Linked DNA regions of Macaca mulatta: region 2 is linked to region 1. A link is a contact called in public Hi-C data. All regions are on one chromosome and are shown on one strand. The core of a region is the stretch at or near the end of the contact, and the rest is flanking DNA. Distances in the headings are between cores, read along the strand shown. Region 1 holds the start of RTCA (RNA 3'-terminal phosphate cyclase). Region 2 holds the start of SASS6 (SAS-6 centriolar assembly protein).

The links. Hi-C and Micro-C count contacts between places; a contact is called where the count stands out from the background.
Region 2: a Hi-C map of blood shows a contact between it and region 1, with 4 times the contacts expected there. The contact joins the promoter of SASS6 here to the promoter of RTCA in region 1. A contact is called at or near these places in 5 of 14 Hi-C or Micro-C datasets (blood, fetal cortex germinal zone, fetal cortical plate and 2 more).

The regions. Positions count from the first base shown.
Region 1 is chr1:139,994,393-140,000,950 of T2T-MMU8v2.0, forward strand. RTCA (RNA 3'-terminal phosphate cyclase) reads right to left here and starts at 3,244. Exons shown (of 12, transcript XM_028831210.2): 1 at 3,029-3,244; 2 at 2,825-2,925; 3 at 1,904-1,942; 4 at 1,140-1,283. The coding sequence starts at 3,073.
Region 2 is chr1:140,128,376-140,134,416 of T2T-MMU8v2.0, forward strand. SASS6 (SAS-6 centriolar assembly protein) reads left to right here and starts at 2,439. Exons shown (of 17, transcript XM_077952476.1): 1 at 2,439-2,635. The coding sequence starts at 2,571. It overlaps TRMT13 (tRNA methyltransferase 13 homolog), which reads right to left and starts at 2,223. Exons shown (of 11, transcript NM_001266714.1): 1 at 2,071-2,223. The coding sequence starts at 2,217.

The sequences.
Region 1 (6,558 bases), core at 1,994-4,493:
ATGGAAAAGTTTTAGTGAAGTAATGCTTGCTTTACTTGCTTGTTTGGTCCTTATAGTCAAATAATGTGAGAAATCACAAGAAATAGTTATGTAACATGATGAATGTTATAAAGTGAAACATTTGGTCATTAGCTTTTCTTTGAGACAGGGTTTCCTTCCATTACCCAGGCTGGAGTGCAGTGGCACAATCTCGGCTCACTGCACCTTCCACCTCCGAGGCTCAAGCCTCAGCTTCCCAAGTAGATGGGACTACTGACATGTACCACCATGCCCAGCTAATTTATATATATTTTATATATATATATATATATATATGTGTGTGTGTATATATGTGTATATACATGTGTATATACGCGTGTGTGTGTGTATATATATACGTGTGTGTGTGTGTGTGTATATTTTTTTTTTTGTAGAGACGGGATTTTGCCATGTTGCCCAGGCTGGTCTCAAATTCATAAGCTCAAGTGATCCACCCACCTCGGCCTCCCAAAGTGCTGGGACTACAGGCATGAGCCACCCCACCTGGCCTGGTTGTTTCTAAATGAGCCCTTATCTCCCTTCTCTAAAGTTAAGTGAAAGCAATCATATTCATAAGTAGTTTGAAAGGGAATTCGACATAGGCTCCTACCTACTAAAAGACAGATCTTTATTTAACTTACTTACACAATGATGCTTAAGTATTCAACTGGGACGTCTCTATCAGTAATAATGAATTTCATTAATTCAATAAATATTTATTGGACAGGTGTGGTGGCTCACATTTGTAATCCCCAAACTTTGGGAAGCCAATGTGGGTGGATTGCTTGAGCTCAGGAATTCAAGACCAGCTGAAAAACATGGCGAAACCTTGTTTCTTCAAACAATACAAAAATTAGCTGGGCGTGGCGGTGTGTGTGCCTATGGTCCCAGCTACTCAGAGGCTGAGGTGGGATGACCTGTTGGGCCCAGGATTTACAGCTTACAGTGAGCAGTGATTGCACCACTGCACCCCAGCCTGGGCAAGAGGGATACCTTGTCTCAAAAAAATAAAACATAAAAGTAGGGAAACAAGCTCATAGACGTTAAGCAACTTGCCCAGAAAGTGGCAAAACCTGGACTTAAATCCAGGTTACTTAAATGGAAAGTTAAGTGATACATACCCTGCTGTCTTGGTATCTGCTGTGTGGATTCCACCTTTGATCTTCTCTGGTGTAAAGGTTATTTCTGTTGAGCCAATTTCTGCCCCCTCCAGTCGCCCATCACACAAATCTCGAATCATTTCCAGTCCAGATAAATGTTGAGGCCTTCAGGTCATAATACTGCATCAAAACGTGTGCATTCAGACTGCCTATATCCCCACATTTTATGACAAATTTATAAAACTGCAATGGCAAGAAAACAGCAAGGTCTAACCACAGTAAGTGCCACATCTTCAGTGTCAGCTTCCTTCTGGGTTTTTACGCACCTAGACAACCTGCTAGTAGGTATCATTTTAACACTTCCTTAAAGACCAGTTATTTCTAACTATAAATACATACCCTGATATATTGTTGCAAATTAGAAGTGTGCAAAAGAAGAAAACTAATAGTTATTTCAGCGCCACCAGTCTCGCTTGCACTTGACTGAATAATCTATGGTGCCTGTATGGGCTGAACTATGTCCCCCCTAAATTCATATGCTGAGACTCTAACCCTCCACATCTCAGAATGTGACTATATTTGGAGATAGAGCCTTTAAAGAGATAATTAAGTTAAAATAAGGCCATCATACAATCTTACTGGTAACCTTATTTAAAAAAAAAAAAAGAAAAACTAGGACATACAGAGACGCTAGGGGTAAGGTGCACAGAGGAACCACCATGTGAACAGGCAAAAACACAGGCCTGGAGCAGATCCTTTTCTCATGGCTCTCAGAGGAAACCAACCTTGTCAGGACCTTGATCTTGGATTTCCAGCCTCCAGAACTGTGTGGAAATAAATTTCTGTTGTTTAAGCCCCACTCCGTGTGTGGCATTTTGTTATGGCAGCCCTAGCAAACTAATACAACACCTACAGCCTAATGAATTGGATTCCCTTGTTGGTGAACTGGAGGGCTGCAAACAACTATGACAAAGGCAATTAACATTAACATATATCAGTAATTGCCTTTTGGTAATTTCAAAACTGTAGACAAAAGACTGAGCTCGCCGATTTATTAAAATGTAATAAATACAGAATACATACAAAGCAATCAGTGCGGCTTCAAACCTGGGTCCTCTTCTAACAGGTGCATGTACCTGAAACTCAACTAGTGGCATGCCCAGCTACCCAGACAGAAGAAATAAGGTCAAGTGTCAAGGTGTTTCCCTCTCCACAACAGATCATTCTGGTCGTAACAGCTCTCTGGAGGTATGAACGAAAGCTGGAATAACACATCTCAGGATCCTTTACTGTTTTATGATTCTAAAACTGGCAGGAGCACAGAATGCACTAGTTAAAAAAACAGGGTTTCCTCTGGCCTCACAAGTATTTCTGCCCTATCTTGCCCGCTCATACGTGCTATTTGGATATTTGGAATGCCTGGTGAGGTGGGAAAACATTTTAAAAGCTAGCTCTTTAGCAAATGAGACTATTTTAGCCAAACAGAGAAAACTCGAAACCATTTATAAACTCACCCCTCGAGGCTTTCAAGCTCTTACAACCCAGGCCACCGCCCAGGCAGAGCGTCCCCGCCCTGGATCGCCCATACCTGCGTCCGGGACCTGCTGGTTTCCACCACTCGGACTCCCGATGCCCCAGCCCGTCAGCCCGATGCCCCCCCGCATCCCCCAACTTCACAGCCCAAGTCTCCCTCCAGCCAGATTTACCTCAGGCCTGGGGTGCTCCGGCCGGCTCGGATCTTCTGCACCCGCAAGGGGAGGCCCAGGAGACAGCTCAAGGCCGTAGAGACTCTCAGGATCTGGCCGCCCTACAAAGGGTGGGGTACAGGGAGAAGAGACGTAAGCACACCGGTGGAGAGAGCTGCCCTCCTTAGTCTGGCGGCAGCCCCGGCCGCTTCGCTCTGCACTCACCCCTTCCATGATGCTGCCATCGACCTCTACCCGCGGCCCCGCCATGGGGGGCACCCTGGGGCCCAGCCCGCAGCGACAAAGCCTTCGCCGGAGCGGGAGAAAGAAGAGACGTTGGCTCCCGCCCAGTAGTTCAGAAATCTCGGTTCACGCCTGGTGCTGCAGGATCCTGGCGAAAAAGCGGAAGAAGCGGCGCCTCTCGGGACACCGGAGTCAGCTGAAACGAACCCCCGGGTTCGCCCAGGTCTGCAGTGGGTGCGCATGCGCATAGTTCGGCTTAAAGGCGCCGCGCTGGGAACGCCGCGGTCAGGGCGAGGAAGCTGCCGGAGAGGTGAGGTGACTGTCGCTGAGGTGCGCAGGAGCCCTGAAAGACTTGTGCCTTGGACACAGCAAAATCTGCAGGTTGCAGAAAGTCTCAACTGTAAGATAATTCCGCCAGTTATCCCGCAGGCTTGTGCTTTATCTCTGTTTTGCGGGTAAATATGTGTTTATATCTGTTTTCTCGAGGACCCTGGCATACCCCGAGATGCCGACTTTTAGAGCTGAAGGTGCAAGAAAGATCGGGACCCTGCGATGCACCGACCACCTTCTCTCTGGTTGGCTTTCACTGTACCTGTCTCTCGAAGTGTGTGCGCCCTGTTCCATTGATAGTCTTAACCTTTCGTTCCTCGCTGAGTGCGTGTTTGTATATGCAGAGTGTGTTATCTTTGTTTCTAGGGTGACACACCATTTATTTGAGGGGCAGGCAAGGCAGAATCACTAGTTCAATACTCTGAAAAGCCAAAGTTATGCCATTTTGCTTGAGAGTGAGTGTGAGCCCTTGACTCCGAGGAACAGTGCAGCTGACAATTCACCTCAGGCGAGGGCAGAAGCAACAGCCAGCTTCTCGGTTCTGCCTGTGGCTCAGTTCCTACATAATTGAGTACCAAATAACATGTAAACCTCTAGGGAAGCAAAAAGAGTAAGTCAGCGTCTACCCCCGAAGTTATTGGAGGTATAATGGAGAGACTGAGACGTAATCAATTACAATGTCATCCTCAATAATAATAATTAACATGTACTGTATCTATTTACAGTTTATTATGGGGACAATTACAATATATTAATAATATTCTCTAACAATAACAGGCAACATTTATTGAGCACTTAGGTGTTGTGCACTGCATGCGTTCACATCGTGATAAAGTACTTACTGTTTTTACTGTTTTACAGCTTCCTGTGTTAAACTATTTGCTACAAGGTCACACAATTTTAACTAGAAGACTAAGATATGAACCTGGGTGGTCTGATGTGAACACCAACACTGTGCTGCTTTGCGACAGAGAATGTTTTAGGGAACACACAGACTATGTACTTAACCAAATCTGGAATTTGCCATAAGGTATTAATCACAGAAGTAATAAATTTGCATTTTAGAATGCAGGCTTTGGCAGTATGAGGAGGGTAAATAAGAGGCTTAAGAGCCTGAAGGGAGAAACACCAATGATGCAATTATCCAGCAAGAGATAATGAGAAGTTGAAGTAAGGGACTGATGGTAGGGATGGAATATTAAAAAGCTGTACCCCCTCTGACATCTTTATTGGGGAAACCCGCCCCCAATATTTCAACGTAGGTTCTTTCTATTTTCCATAAGTGTCGGCCAACTGAGAAATAAAGAGAGACAGTATAAAGAGATGAATTTTACAGCTGGGCCACTGAGGGTGACATCACATATTGGTAGGACCGTGATGCCCACCTGAGTCTCAGACCAGCACGTTTTTATTAAGGGTTTCAAAAGGGGAAGGAGTGTAAGAACAGGGAGTAGGTACAAAGATCACATGCTTCAAAAGGCAAAAAGCAGAACTACTAGTAAGGGCCTAGCGAAGATCACATCCTTCTGAGGGAACAGGACAAAAGGCAAAAGCAGAACTACTGTTAAGGGTCCAACAAAGATCACAAGGCAAAGGGCAAAAGCAGAACTGCTGATAAGGGTCTATGTTCAGTGGTGCATGTATTGTCTTGATAAATATCTTAAATAACAGAAAACAGGGTTCAAGAGCAGATAACTGGTCTGACCACAAATTTACCAGGGCAGAGTTTTTCCCCACCCTAGTAAGCCTGAAGGTACTGCAGGAGACCAGGGCATATCACAGTCCTTATCTCAACTGCATAAGACAGACATTCCTAGAGCGGCCATTTATAGACCTCCCCCCAGGAATGCATTCCTTTCCCAGGGTACTGATATTAATATTCCTTGCTAGGAAAAGAATTTAGCAATATCTCTCCTACTTGCACATCCATTTATGGCTCTCTGCAAGAAGAAAAATATGGTTCTTTTTGCCCAACCCCTCAGGCAGGCAGACCTTATGGATGTCTTCCCTTGTTCCCTAAAAATCGCTGTTATTCTGTTCTTTTTCAAGGTGCACTGATTTCATATTGTTCAAACACATATGTTTTACAATCAATTTGTACAGTTAACACAATTATCACAGTGGTCCTGAGGTGATGTACCTCCTTAGCTTACGAAGATAACAGGATTAAGAGATTAAAGTAAAGACAGGCATAAGAAATTATAAAAGTACTATTTGGGAACTTATAAAGGTCCATGAAATCTTCACAATTTTTGTTCCTCTGCTGTGGCTCCAGCCAGTCCCTCTTTTCGGGGTCCCTGACTTCCCACAACACATCTTTGAGTCCTATTACAGAAACTTAACCTTCCCAGAAGAAGCCTTGCCTTTTTATTTCTAATTTTGGCTATGAATTCCTTGCTATGACCCATTTGCCCCATTCTAACTACTTCCAGTGGTAGGGGAAAAAGAACAAGACAGTAATATAATGTAGAGATGAGCTCACTGTGGTAATAATAAGCACTTATGTAGTGCCTTCATATACATGATCTGTCTTAATGTTCATAACAAAGCTGTGAGTTTGGTGTTCTTATCTCTCTTTGGTCAACAAAAGACTGAGGCCTAGGGAATTGGAAGTGACATGCCAAGATGACAGAACAATAAAGTGGCAGAGTTGGGTTAAATCCTGGGTTATTTTAATGACAAATGACAGACCAATAACTGATTCCTCAATAAAACAATGGAAGTCAGAAAGAGTAGAATTGTATATTCAGAATGCTGACAGAAAATAACCTTCAACCTAGAATTGGGTACTCAGCAAAATCATCTTTCAAGAATTAAAGTATAGAAATAAAATAATTTCCAGATACATGGAAAATGAATTTAACATCTATCTACACTTTCTAAAGGAAGTTCTAAAGGATGTACTTCAGAAAGAAAAATTACTTCAGAAGGAGAGTCTAAGAAGAAGTGATGGGCAAAGAAAATGTAAACACATAGTTGAATCTAAGCAAACATCACATGAAATAACACCAGACAACAAAAGTATGTAAGATGAGAGGTGGATGACAAAGAATTCTAAGGTCTCTCTTTGCAGTTAGGATATCAATTAATAGAGTTGACATAATTCAAGACTTTAATATAAGTACACAAGGTAAAGTTTCAAGGATAACCATGTAAGTGTATAACTTCTAATCCAGCCAAAG
Region 2 (6,041 bases), core at 1,189-3,688, 130 kb after region 1:
GTCTATGAAGCTATTCACACTGAATTTCATGGGAAAACTAATAAATTTTCATTTTTTTGGAAAATATTGTATATTCAATAAACTGTGTTATTATTTCTTCCTTATTGCTGGCTTTAAATCCTAACCTCCATGTAAAAGACTCTTCTAACCCCCAAAGCCTAACCATAGCATAGGGGAAAAAAAAGCACATTTAAAATTTATTAGTTGAATTTAGAAACAGGAATTCTGAATCTTGGCACTACTGATGTTTTGGGCTGGTGATTCTTTTGAGGGGGTGAGTGCAGGGGGTGTCCCGTGATTTGTAGGAGGTTTAGCAGCATTTCTGGTCTCTATCCATTAGATGTCAGTGATACTCTTCAGTTTGACAACCAAAATGTCTTCATTTTGCCAAGTGTCCACTGGGAACAAAATCAATCCCTGTCGAGAACCACTGCGTAAAAATGAGTTAAAGTGGTGTCATCACAGCTACATATGACACTTAGAAAAAAAGATGGAAACACAACATTCAGTTATAAATTACAGATTCAGGAGGATAGCCACAATTTAAAACCAGATAGTAGTCATGAAAAGTGTTTCCACTTGATGTTTTGCAGTCTCTCTTCAAGGGGCTAACGACGATATGTCGTTCCTCTCTAGGAATACTGATCGGCTTGTAAGGATTTATTCGTATTCTACTATCATCACCATTTGTATTCGTCTTCCATATATCTGGATAAGGTGGAGTCTAAATCATTCTCCTATCATAACTCTCCTTCTTCAACAACGGATGTTTGCCAGTCCCCTCAAGACCAGTTAATACGACTATGGGCATAATTCAGAGTTCCCACAGCAAGTCACGTCTCCCATATTCCATAACAAGAATGTCCTTTTTTCAGTATGCTTCACTTTTGGTAAATGCCAGTCAAAACAAAATAGGAAGTAGGCTATAACTACGATAGGGAGTGGCAGATGAAGGGGGTCAGGGGACTGATCTGCACTGGATATTGTCTAGAAGAATAAACTCCTTAAGAAATAAAATAATGCAAATAATACTGGACATTCAGAAGCATGAAATCAGATGCTGATCGCTTTGGTTTATTCTTTATAGTTCTATTAGACATGCTCTCTTCCTATCAGCATTTTGCTCCTCTGGTTTTTATTTTCCCATCTCACATATATCCTAAAGTAATATACATACATACAAATATACAGTGTTATAGTACATTTATATGCATAACTATTATCAAACAAAATTGTATGCTTTGTTTTCAGTTGTAAAAGGTCAATTCGTATATATTTAAAAATCTTTCCTTCCTATTCCAGCAAAGTTGCATTCTTAAAAACTGTAAGTCGAAAAAAACATGTTTTTTTTTCTTTTTTGAGATTCAGTCTGGCTGTCACCCAGGCTGGAATGCAGTGGCGTGATCTTGGCTTATTGCCACCTCCACCTCCTGGGTTCAAGTGATTCTCCTGCCTCGGCCTCCCGAGTAGCTGGGGTTACAGGCGCGCGCCACCACGCCCAGCTGATCTTATTTTTAGTAGAGAGAGAAATGTCACCGTGTTGGCCAGGCTGGTCTCGAGCTCCTGACCTCAAGTCATCCGCCCGCCTCGGCCTTCCTAAGTGCTGAGATTACAGGCGTGAGCCTCCGCGCCGGGCCTCAAGTCTAAATTTTTAAAAGAAAGTTTTTTCCAACCGCATTCACGAGAAGTGCTTCTCTTTCACGAAATAACAATTAGAACACAACTAGTGAAACCTTCGGGACTTCAATCACTGCTTTTTCTAAACTACCACTTTCCAGCAGGGAGACGGAGCGGTAGCTTGGGGTAAAATTAAAACCTAGCATTACCATGAGTTAAGATCAAGATAAATGGGTCGCTGCCGGCGCTTTGCTTGGTAAACTAAAACATTTCTCATCACTAGAACTCATAATCGGTCGGCAAGGAGGGCAAAACTGGGTTTACTAAAGTGAAAGCTGGAGGATCCGGGGGACACAAGCAGAAACCTGTCAAAGAGGGGAGGGGCCGGGTTCCAGCACCGACAGGACCAGGATACTTATTTCCGACTCTGGAGAGAGTAAGGCGATACCACACCTCCGCGGCTCCAGCGTGTTCACCACAAAATCTTTTCCCTGCGGCCACCACCATCCTGCAGAACCGTTTCTTCTTTTCCACATAGTAACCGCATCTACCCTCAGCTGGAAAACCAGTCGCGTGCGGCGACGACGCGGAGGTCGCCATAATTCAGGGCTGACTTTGGTTGTCCAGCACCCGGCAACCAGAAGAAAAGTTGTCAGCTTCCTTCGGGTCCCCTTCCCTTAACAAACATGGCTGCCTCAGCTCCCGCCACACAAGTTAATGCCCGGAACTACCACAACCGTCTTCCCCTTATCCTCCACAGAACCGGAAGAATCCGATGGTGGCTGGCGAGGGCCAAGTCTCTTACGTCTTTCCCTCGTTTCACTCTCCCCGCCTCCTCCGCAGAAGCCGAGCGCCAAACTCAAACTCTATCAGGACCCGGACGCCTCTCGGGCTAGGTCCGAGGGCCGGGCCTGTTGGGCTTTTCCGCACACCAGCCGGGACAGCGAGCCAACATGAGCCAAGTTCTGTTCCACCAACTAGTCCCGTTGCAGGTGAAATGCAAAGACTGCGAGGAGAGGTAAGGAGCGCGTCATCCAGTGCCCGCGGGTGGCGGTTGGGGTCAGGCCAATGGGGAAAGATGGCGGTTCCGGCCAGTGGGCTCCGCCTTGCACCTAGGTGTCGAGTCGGCCCCCCTAGGAAGCGGATAGGGAACCCAGAGGGCCCAGTGGTTACCTCTCTCGCCAAGTCGGCCGTTGCAGAGGGGTCTGGAGGAGGGCTGTGAGGAAATAGGAAGCCGGCACACATCAAATTAATGTCAAAAACCCTAGCTGTGGACGGAATCGTGAAGATTATAGCCCTACTCTTCCCTTTTGACAGATAAGAACTCTGGCCCAGAGAAGTTAAAAAAAAATTACGTGAGGGCTCACAGCCAATTCATGGCAGGGTCAGCGCTAGAACTCAGGCCTTGGCTCGGAGCCTTTTCTCCCCGTTCTCTTTTGAGAGTATGTTGGCAGTAAGATTCAACTTTTAAAAACCTACCAATTTGGTGGCGTACTTTGGCTCTTCACATCAGTTGCTTTAAAAAAAAGTAAATTACATTTAACCGACTAACAATGAGAAAATCAGAAACGTCATTAATTAATTCATTCAGTAAATATTGGCTCCTTGTAAAACACCTTGCTGGGCACTGGGAATACAGTGGTCAGGAAAAACAGTCCTGTTTTTCATGGAGTTTACAATCACTGGAGGAAATAAAGACCAGTCGCACAGAGAAGTTCAACTTTGATTAAGAAGGTGGTTTTGTTGGGGCGTAAATAGAGTTGACCAGAGGTCAGGAGGCTTAATTTTTTTTCTCAGTTCCAACACTCAATAGTTGTCTCTTTTTTCTTTGAACGTTCTTTCCTCATTTGTAAAACTGATATAACGTGCGTATTCACGTGTTTGTAATGAGGATCAGGTGTGAAATCGTATGTGAAAACTAAGTGGTGTATAAATGTAACATAAAAAATGAAATGAAGACATTGCCTTATTGAGTTGCTGGTAATGTCAAACTGTGGTACATATAGTTCAGAATTCGGTCAAAAATCAGTGGCAAGCCGGTCGAGGAGATGGTACCAAAACCAGCAGCTGCATATGGAGATCTGTAGGTTTAGTTGATCATTCTTTTAATGCTGTCCAGTATGGTAACCACTAGCCACATGTGGTTATTAGACACTTGAAATGGGGCTTATCTGAATTGTTGTGCTTTACGTTTGAAAATGCACGTTGGATTTTTAAGACTTACTATGAAAAAAGAATGTAAAATATCTCAGTTTTTATATTATGTGTTAAATGGCAATATTTTTGGGTATATTAGGTTAAATACAATGTATTATTAACAGTAATAATGTATTGTTATACTATTATATATTAGTATATAGTATATACTAATTCACTGCTTTTAAAAGTTTTTTTTAAAATGTGACTTCTAGAAAATTTAAAAGTAGGCTAGGTGTGGTGGCTCCCACCTGTGGTCCCAGCACTTTTAGGAGGCCAAGGCGGGAGGATTGCTTGAGCCTAAGCTTGAGGTTACAGTGAGCTGTGATTGCGCCACTGTACTCCAGCCTGGGTGACAGAGTGAGACCCTGTCTCTGAAAAAAAAAAAGAAAATGAAAAAAATTAAAATTACGTATCTGGCTCACGTTTGTGGCTTGCATTGTATCTCCATTGGACAACACTGTTTTAGAATGATTATAGAAAGATAAAGGGGGCCATGACTTTGGTTTCAATATGGAAACTCCTAGATGGTCTCTTTCTGGTTACATTGCCATCACAGTTAATCTTAAAACTCAATTTCCCTGCTTAGAAACCTTTAATATATTCCTATTATCTGATAGTAGGGGTCAGCAAACTGGAGCACATGGGCCAGATGTCTCACTGTTTTCGTAAATAAACTTTTCTTGAAACACAACCATGCTCATTTGTTTACAAATTGTAGCTGCTTTTGCACAGGAAGGGCAGAGGTGAGTAATTGTGACAGAGACCTTATGGCCTGCAAAGCCTAAAATATTTGCTATCTGGCCCTTTACAGAATAATTTGGTGATCCTTGACCTATAGAAAGAACACCCCAGACTCTCTCTCTCTCTTGTTTTTTTTTTTCCTAGACAGAGTCTCACGGTTGCCCAGACTGGGGTATGGTAGCACAATTACAGCTTACTGCGGCCTTGACCTCCCGGACCCAAGGGTTCACCAACCTTAGCCTCCTGAGTAGCTGCAATTACAGGCACATACCACCACGCCTGACTGTTGTTTTTTTTTTAATTTAATAGAGACGGGGTCTCCCTGTGTTGCCCAGGCTGGTCTTGAACGCCTGGGCTCAAGTGATCGTCTCACCCCAACCTCCCAAAATGCAGGGATTATAGGCGTGAGCCACCACACCCAGCCCAGACGCCTTGGTTGAGTATTTGAGGCCAGTTCAGCTCAACAAATATTGGCAAATGTCTACTGTGTCTCAGGAACTGTCCTGCATGTGGAGGATGTAAATATGCAGCCCCCCCCATCCCCAGCAACAACAAAAGCCAACAAAAACCTGTTTTCATTCTGTCCCTCAGGGAACTCACATTTTAATAGGGGAAATAAAAAGATTTTCCTTGGACAAGCACCATAGCACAGATTAGGAATTCAGGCTCTGGAGCCAGATTGCCTGGGTTTGAGTCCCAGTTCTGCCACTTATTGACTGATCTTGTACAATTTCCTTCTCTGTGTCTCATCTTTAAGCTGATGGTAATAACAGTACCTACTTCATGGTATTATGATAATGGAATGAATTATTACATATAAAGTGCTTACAGCAGTGACTAGAGCATAATAAATGTTCACTAAATTTTAGGTGTTAATGTGTTACAAATGCTTGAAGTAATATAAGTACACTAAAGTCAGAGAAGAAGGAAATTCAGTTGAGGACAGTGGTAATGATCAGGGAACTTCATCTGGTATAAAATTACGCAAAATTTTGATACCCATGATTTAACACTAATCTGCCTTTTCAATTTTGTGTCCTAAGCTTATCTCTCCAATATAAAAGTCTTACAAGCATTCTTGTTACCTTCTGAACATGCCTGATACTCACTCTGTACTATTACCCCTGCTGTTCTTTGTGCTTCAAATGCTTTTTTCTTTCATAACTTTCAGGTGTGTCTTAAATCCTTTCACTATAAGGACCCTTCAAAGTTGCCTAAGTTGAAATGAATTGCCATTGTTCATGTATTAGTGTGGTGTAGGTGAAAGATCTGAGTTTTCATTTGGGCTCTGTAATGTGACCTTAAACCATTATTTGGGCATTAAGTTCTTCTTTTGTAAAACAGATAATATTTACTTACCAAGATTATTGTTAAATAAGATGGTATATGTAAAATACCTGGCAGGTACTCAGTAAGTGTTGGTAACCCTTCCCTCCCTAAAATGCAATCAGAAGCAAATCTAGGGAAAAGTCATTAATCTTATC